Regions from separate parts of the Sus scrofa genome. Here region 2 is linked to region 1. A link is a contact called in public promoter capture Hi-C data. All regions are on one chromosome and are shown on one strand. Each heading gives the region's core, a stretch centred on a gene start, on an enhancer-like site or on the middle of the called end of the contact. The rest is flanking DNA. Distances are from core to core; before and after follow the strand shown. Region 1 holds the start of RWDD1 (RWD domain-containing protein 1). Region 2 overlaps TRAPPC3L (trafficking protein particle complex subunit 3-like protein).

What was found. Promoter capture Hi-C pulls out the DNA fragments that hold promoters and counts their contacts.
Region 2: a promoter capture Hi-C map of liver shows a contact between it and region 1, with 2.5 times the contacts expected there. The contact joins the enhancer-like site here to the promoter of RWDD1 in region 1. A contact is called at or near these places in 1 of 5 promoter capture datasets (liver), 10 of 47 Hi-C or Micro-C datasets (brain, embryonic fibroblasts, heart right ventricle and 4 more) and 1 of 2 datasets of contacts at active chromatin or transcription factors (alveolar macrophages).

Annotation. Positions count from the first base shown.
Region 1 is chr1:82,159,001-82,163,163 of Sscrofa11.1, forward strand. It overlaps RWDD1 (RWD domain-containing protein 1), which reads left to right and starts at 2,371. Exons shown (of 7, transcript XM_001928520.6): 1 at 2,371-2,981. The coding sequence starts at 2,909.
Region 2 is chr1:82,123,208-82,127,370 of Sscrofa11.1, forward strand. The region is part of intron 3 of TRAPPC3L (trafficking protein particle complex subunit 3-like protein); the gene reads right to left. The region is part of intron 1 of FAM26D (protein FAM26D); the gene reads left to right. Among named protein-coding and RNA genes, the nearest start is that of FAM26D, 16 kb to the left of the region's middle. Within about 2 kb of position 2,309, at least 38 of the 83 cell types and tissues checked have an H3K27ac peak or open chromatin away from gene starts, as enhancers often do. A contact at or near this core is called in alveolar macrophages, liver, mesenteric adipose tissue and 2 more, where this site is marked.

The DNA of each region.
Region 1 (4,163 bases), core at 1,121-3,620:
CCACTGCACCACAACCGGAACTCCCACACTATTCTTCGTAACACACAATTTACTATTTTTCAAATCATTTTATAAGCTTATATAGCTTGTAAGTGGCTAAGGCTGGGCTTCTCATTTCTGGTTCCAGATTCCGTGACAGTTGTTCTCACTACGTTTACCTACCTGCAAAGCTTGAAACACTTGTTCTATAACATCATATAAAAATTCTCCAATTTCAGGAAGGTAATGGCCTTCCTGTGTTCTGTCAAGTTTCTGTCGTCAACATGGAATTAGAGATCAACCAAAAAATGCCTCATGAGGCCCATGTAGGTTTGACTGATCTGGAGGTGTGTTTTCTTATTATATTAGCACTGGAAATTTCCTAGAAAGTCATCTCCAGTATTAGAAAACAAAAGAACAACTCTTGTACATTCTAACATGAGGGATTTACAATGAACAGATAAAAGGTTTGAAAAGGATGTTTTTACCAAAAATTCTGTTAATAGTAAAGCAAATAAAGGGGAGTACCATTTACTAGATAAAAACTTGTATCCAATATTAACCTTTTTCTGCCATGAACCTTAAATTGGTTGCTTTTCTGCACCTATTTTGATTTTTAAAAGATATTTATTTGTCTTTTTAGGGCTGCACCTGCAGCATATGGTGGTTCCAGGCTAGAGGTCAAATCAGAGCTGCAGCTGCTGGCCCTATGTCACAGCCACAGCAATGTGGGATACGAGCCGCATCTGTGACCCGCATCTGCAACGCCAGATCCTTAACCCACTGATCGAGGCCAGAGATGGAACCCACGTCCTCATGGATACTAGTTGGGTTCATTACCACTGAGCCATGACGGGAAATCCTGATTGTTTTAAATGTTAGGAAATTAAAACACTTTTTACTTGACATTTTTCTTAGATCCACAGGTTTCAGGTGCTATCAACTTCCTTGCCAAACTCATTTTGTTTTCCTCGCCTATCATTTTTATCATAAGAACTTCATCTTTCCAGTCATTCTAACCCCATATTCCCCTTGACTCCCTTTCTCACAACTCATATCTAACTCCTGACAGCTTCAAAATATATCCAGAATTTGTTCTGTCCTATAGCTCACGTTATTGTCTTTTGCTCAGATTATTACCATAGCCTCCTAAAAGGTCTCCATACTTTTAGGCTTGTTGCTCTTAAATATATTTATACTCAGTAGCCACTGGGGTCTTTCTAAAGTAACAGAGTCAGACTGTTACTCTTTAAACTAAACTCCCTGATGACCCTACATGATGTTCATCTGCCACACCAGCTTCCAAAACACCAAGTGGGCTCCCACCTTATGACCTTAGCATTGGCTGTGCCCTCTGCACAGAAGCTCCTTCCCCAATAACTCAATGATTTTTCTGAACTAAGAATATTCAGAACAAGAAGCAACTTGTATAATTCATTTTCATCAGGAGAGTTCCCACTTTTTCCCTAAAAGTTTAAAAGAATGCCTTAAATAGGGAGTTCCCATAGTGGGTCAGGAGAAACAAATCTGATTAGTATCCATGAGGATGCAGGTTTGATCCCTGGCCTTGCTCAGTGGGTTAAGGATCTGGCATTGCCTTGAGTTGTGGTTCAGGCTGGCAGCTACAGCTCTGATTCAACCCCTAGCCTGGGAACCTCCATATGTCGCCAGTGCGGCCCTAAAAAACAGACAAACAAAAAAACCCCACAAAACTGGTTCCCCCTACTATACAAGTAAAACCAGCTTTAATATAGAAAACAAAACAAAGGAAAATACAAACGAGTGTGAAAAACCTTTTATTATGTCTGAAAACTGTTTGGAACTTTAAATCTTTTAATATGTCCTTTCATTTTTTTTGCATTAAAAAAAACTTAATACAACCACGTTTCTTATAAACACAAATAGCTAATTAGCAGTCTTTCCTCAAAAGCATTCTGTTAAGCCATTTCCTTAGCTTGTGTCATAACAGTTCTTTGATAATCCTCCGTAACTGCTGCGATGAACTGGAAGAGAACATTATTACAATGTCATTATTTCTTTAGTTTCATTCTCCCAAATAAAAGGTTCTGACTCTTTTTCGGAATAATGATAATTACTTTTACATTGCTTACCAAAACTGTTAAAGAAACTTAAACACCCATTTCTTCAATTCACAGAAATATGCTATCAGACATATTTGGATCTATATTAAGCCGAGTTCATTTTACAAATTCAAAAGCGAAGCCTAGAGATCTGAATCTAGAACTAAGGTCTACGGACTTTGAGTTGATTTCTCCCCAGATTCTCTGAGGCTATTCAGCCCGATCCAGTACTAGAACTTCTGCTCTTCTGCCCACACTCCCATGGGACGTCAAGAACTTGAAGGTTCGAGAACCGTACAAATCACCTAGGACCCGTCACTAGCCAGCACTAAGACGCGAATCTGTCCCGTCGGTCTCCGCTACCAGGTCACAACCCGGAAACCGGAAACAAATTTGGCGGGGGGCCCAAACGTGCCGACCCTGGCTACCCAATGCGCCCCCGGCACGCCGGGCCGGCCTCAAGCCCAGATACATCGAGCGAAGTGCTATGTTTGTTGAGGGGCTTCTCAGGCTCAGGCCCTGCAAAGCCCAGGAACCAATTCTTAGGTGTCCGTGGCAAATGCCAGACCAGACGCCAATCCTATCCCAGCAAATCCCGACCGGGCGTGGGTCAGGCAGCCCAGCAGCCAGGCCTAACGAGTCGAACGCGGAACTAGGGAGCAGCCGGAGGCCCCTTCGGGGAGGTTGCTCAGCAGGCCTAGCCTGGCTTTGGACCCCAGGCCTTCCAGACGGGGACTCTGCGCCTGCGCCCGCCGGGGCGCTGCCTGCTCTCCCGGCGCGGCCGCGGTACCGGCTGCAGCGCGCCGCCTGGGTGTCTGGGTGATCCATGGGCTGCAGCGAGGGCCGCGATGACAGATTACGGCGAGGAGCAGCGCAACGAGCTGGAGGCTCTGGAGTCCATCTATCCTGACTCCTTCACAGGTGACTTCCGCGGCCGCGGGCCTGCAACTACCTGGCTGTGGAGTGGGACGGGCCGCAGCCTCCACGGCCTTCGGCATCCCGGGCCAGGATGGAGAAGGGAACAGCGAGGCCGCGTGGCCTCCTCGCCCACCACTTTCCTCTAGTTCTCGCGAAGTGTGTACAAGCATTTACTAGCGACTCTATGGCTGTTTCCCCCTCTCCGCTAGTTCCCTGAAATCTCAAAGTCCGGGCGAGGCTGGCGAGGTACCTGGAGTTTCAGGCAGGCCTGGGATTCAGTCGGGGGCGCTTTGGTTTTTGTGTCACTTAGCAGCCAGGGATTTAGTAAAACGAACGTGGATATTTCAAGTGGGAGGAATCTTTCCAGAGCCGCAGAAGTGTCAGCTTTCACATTTTCTCCTTTATTCAGGTAGAAGCTGTTTTTCCTAAGATGGTGTTTTAAAGTTTGTGAGTTCTCAAAGTTACCCAGAATCAGTTTTGAGAGTAGCGCGGTCCCTGAAGTTCGTTGTTTTTCTTTTCTTTCTTTAAAAAAAAATTTTTTTTCTTATTAACATTCTGACATTTTGCCCAATGCCCAAATGAATGAGGGGGCCCAAATTTCAGTTCCGTGAGATCACAGGTAACTGAACTAATAGTAGGGTACCAAACATCATCTAGCCTGGCTTCCTCTTGCTAGAAGCAAAGTAATGGAAGCTCAGGAAAGGTTAAATGCCTTGCTCTGGGTTGGCTAGCAAGTTAGTGTCAGGACTGGTAGTAAGAGTTAGGGCTGGGACTTGGGATCCAGCTGCAGCTGGGATAAGGGGGAGTGGAAGATTACTTGGTAAGTCAGGCTAACATAAGATATTATTGAGAAGTTCATTAAATATATTTTAAAGGAAGGGCATTCTTCTGTATTAAGCCATCCTTCAGATGATTCTGAAAATGCTGCAAGATAACCATTATCATTATCGTTTCTCTCACTTTTACACTCAGTTTTTGAGAGGTGATCTGATAAAGCCAGTATGAGAGAGTATAGCCTAGGTTTGTGAGGGTTATGTTCCCTATCCCTTCCTTTGAGTGTTGTCCATCACTGATTGTCAGAATTTAGAGTGTAAGGTAGGTTAACTCATAAACTCCAACCCCTCACCCTTTTCATTGCTTAGCTTAGTTTTCTTAGTTCTACGCTTTGATCACTGCTTGCAATGG
Region 2 (4,163 bases), core at 1,059-3,558, 36 kb before region 1:
GTTTCATCCAAGTAAGTTATGCAATAGACATAAAACCAAAAATCTCCAATGGAAAGTTAGGACAGCCTAGACTTCTATGTGTGGAGGTATCTGGAAGACTGAACACTGCCCCCAGAATATCTTTGGTAACAGTGCCATGGAGACAAGATGCCTAGAGAAAGCCGGTTTTCCCATAAGGCTCGATCATGAACTGGGAGTGGAAGATGGACATTCCTAAGTAAGAAGAGATAACTTGCAGAATTTACTGAGCATTGAGCCTTAAGAGATACTTCTCTCTGACTAAAAAAAAAGGAATGTTACAATAACGCAGTTGTTATAAAAGTTTACGGGTCATTTTCCTGCAGGTGCCTTGCCTTCATAATGGAAATCTGTCACAGGTAATGGATGCAGTCTTTTGGGTTAGACCTCATCAGTCTGCAGAATCCACAGGCCTTGTGGTTATGCACACAAGCTTTTCCACAAAAGAAAACATCCTACGTGCTTTTCTTCTTTCACCCCTCCCAGGGGTACAAAGGGGAACAGATCCAGTGTGTGGGTGTTTATATAAGGCAGTTCTTGCCTGCTCAGAGGGGGGAATTAAGCCTAAATGGATCTGTTTGTTTCAACCAGTTTCTTATTTCTAATAATTCAGTTGCCATATTTCTGGACCAAATGGTAAGTATTTTCAAAAGATTTTATGTGTTCCTTTTGCTGTTGATCCTTATTTAAAAAATACTGAGACTTTCATGACTACAAAGGGATTTTCTTTCTTTTTAATTTTTTCCACTCCCATCTTCCCTGCTCAAAAATGTTACTAAAGAGGAAAATGGCCTGACATTCAGCTAACTGTGAGGCCAGCCTTCTCTGGAATGCTGTGTGATGTGTGCTGTGACGTCTGTGGAATTCCATCCGTGTTTATCTAGGGCTCCCACTGATTTTAACATCGTTTGTTGGGAAATGTGGAATAAGTAAAGAAATTCGGTTGGCCCCTACCACTGAATTGTGAGTTAGCATTTGAAAAGTAGTAATTAACAGCAAAGTTAAATGTTCTTGGGAGTTCCCAACCTGTCTCAGCAGTAATGAACATGATTAGTATTTATGAGGATGCGGGTTTGATTTCCGGCCTCGCTCAGTGGTTAAGCCTTGCCCTGAGATGCGTTGTAGTTTGCAAATGCGGTTCGGATCCTACGTGGCTGTGGCTGTGGTGTAGGCTGGCAACTGTAGCTCTGATTTGACCCCTGGCAACTTCCGTGTGCACGGGGCGGCCCTAAAAAGACAAAAAGACAAAAAAAAAAAAAAAAAAAAAAAAAAAAAAAGTTCTATCTAAGCCTATTCATCTGTAATCTGATTAGCTTCCGAGGCTGAGGCTCCCGGCGCTTTAGCCCTGGCCCCGCCCCTGCCTGCTCTGCACTCAGAAGCCCTAGGACCTGGTCTCCAGCTGCCACACCATCTGTTGTGAAAACGACCCTCCAGGTCTGCCCAGACTCTTCTGATCAAAGACGAAGCTCGGGGTTTGACTTCTCCTCACCCCTTCAGTTCCTTGCGGAAGTCACAGGGAAGGAATGCCTGGCTTCCCCATTCCAGGACGTCCATTTCCCATTTAAGTCCTCTGCTTGAGGGTGGGAGGCCTCTACCAGAATAGCTAAATCCTCAAACATCTCTTTATAACTTATTCTAGTATAAAACATTGGCAAGATACCTAAATATTTTAGAATGGGGGGGGTGTCTTTGTAACTACCCGCCTCTGTTGTAAGCACCAGCATCAGTTAGCTGTCTGATGGAGGGGACATTCGTGGTACTCATCCTGGATCCCCTCCTTTCCCACCCTGCAGCGTCAAGATCCCTGGCAGGTTGTCACTGAGTTGTCTGAGGTGGACAGATTGGAGCTGAGTGGAGAGGGTGGCCTCCATTGGTAGGAGAGCTGAAGGAGGAAGGCGGAGCCAGGGCATATTAGCATCAGGTGATGCCCATCACTAGGCGGCGCAGTGCTGTGCTCCCAGTCCTGGAGCGGTGAAAGCAGCAAGCAGTTACCTTCTGAGGGGATCATCGCAGTGCTAACCAGCCCTCCCTCTCAGTGAGAGATTTAATAAAGGGCAGGCGTTGCCTGCAATAAAAATGCTCTCTCTATTTTATGCCATTCAGGCTGCATCTCTTCGTCTATCCCTTTAAGTAAGGAGTGTGTAAAAGAAAGGGATGTGCGTCTGTGAGCCTGGAGGGATGGGGGTGGGGGGCGGGTTTGGTGGTGTGTGAGGTGAGGCAACTTTAAAGCTGAGATTTAAATGTTCATCCTAGTAAAAGAAAAACGCTCAAAGGGCAGACAAAAGCCTCCCCATTTTGAGCACAGGCTTATATCGACGCAATCTGAGTGTCATGTACCGTACTTGGGCACACTCCATTTAGGCTTTCACGCAGAATTGTGAAATACGGTGACTTTGGGGCAAAGTGTTTCTTTAAAAAAGTACCTTGTTTAGAAAATGAAGGAAGCCAAATGTAATCAGAAAAAAAGAAAAGAGGAAAGTAAAATACAGAAGCATAAGGAACAAAACTGTTTTTAAGAGAGAAATACTCTAAAATATACTGATGTCTCTGACTTGAATGGCCTGGTTCAAATTAGTTTCACCTGGCAGTTTTCCTATTCACCTAAAAAAAGTCAGGTCATCTCTGGTAACATTCTCTGGAAAAAACCACAGAATGCCAAGAGAAAAGACTGCAAGAGATTGAGAAAAACAAAAGCAAAAGCCCCATAGGATTAGAGGACCAGAACTTTTATGATTGGTTCCTTTGTAAGAAATTCAAAAGAAAAACCTAACACCATCTAGTGTTGAATTTTTCTTTGGAAAATGTGGTTATCTCTCTTCCACCAAAGCATCCTTCTGAGTTTACTGTTTTGAGAAATGTCTGCCCCTCTCTTGCTAATCGTCTAAAATACGTTAAACTAACAATGTGGTTTCACTTGGACTGCTTCCTAGGGGAAACATTTTTTGGGGGGGAAAGATTTGCTTACTTATTATCTGTGAAATACAGAACAATGACAATTCTCTACTTCAGTTCCTTATATTTAGCATGCTAAATGGAGCACACTACACTATTCTCTACAGGAATTCTAGCCTCTGAAACAGAGAAAAACAAATACCGGCATCAGTGAGGTGAAGGAACTGCGCGGAGTGTTCATGGGTAAATAAGACTCATAAATTACTGCTACTAATTTCTTAGACAGGAAGAACAAGATCTTTGCCAATTACTTTCCCTCATTTGGGGGAAATCTCAGGGTGTTTTTCATACCCAGATGCCTTTCCTGAGGAATTCCCTAAGATATGTTACCCTGTTGCTTTGGCCTCAGATAATGCACAAGGATGGTCAGTCCACAGTTTGGCTATGGGCCTGGAAGTGGCTTAGCATGAAAACTCTACCTGATAGAGGGCTAGTGACTGCCTGCCGAGGCCAGAGGCTCTCTTTGGGGGACTTTAAACCTGAGGCACACAGAGAGAGTCACAATCTGGGTGACTGGGCAGAAGACAAAAATGCCTGGAGAAAAGACATTAAACAGAAGCCATGAGGTAGCAAAATCTGTGAGGTGGCAGATTCCTGAGGTGGAGAGAAGATAAGGAAGAATAGAGCCAGGTGTGCAGATAGCCTGCAAGAGCATTGTAATCAGAGTAGCTGAGTCACTAAAGTGGCAGGAGGTTTAAGTAAGAAACCACAAATGCCTGCTATTAAGATGACAAGATAGACTGAATTTCTGCTCTTTCACGAGGCTTAGCTATTGTGTCCCAGAATAATCTTACAATAAGCCCCTATGACCTGATATAACCCACATATTGGCAGCATAAAGGAGTCTACCTCATGCAGTTTGGCTCCATGATGAGTTTTGGATATATTTCAAATATTTTCCACGATAAATGGAATGACTTATTTAAATGATCAATTTTGTCTCTAGCTTCTCCTCACAATAAAACCTACTGTAAGTGCATCTGGAAATAATGAGGCATATTTTTGTGTAACTAAGAAGTTTTTGTAGATCTTAAAGAAAGGTACAATAATTGTATTTTCTATTCGCCCTCATAATAAACTGGAAGAGCTATGTATCCATTAAGTCAAGTGAAATGTAATATCTAATGATTTGATTACCTATTTTTTTTTTTTTTTGTCTTTTTGCTATTTTTTTGGGCCACTTCTGTGGCATA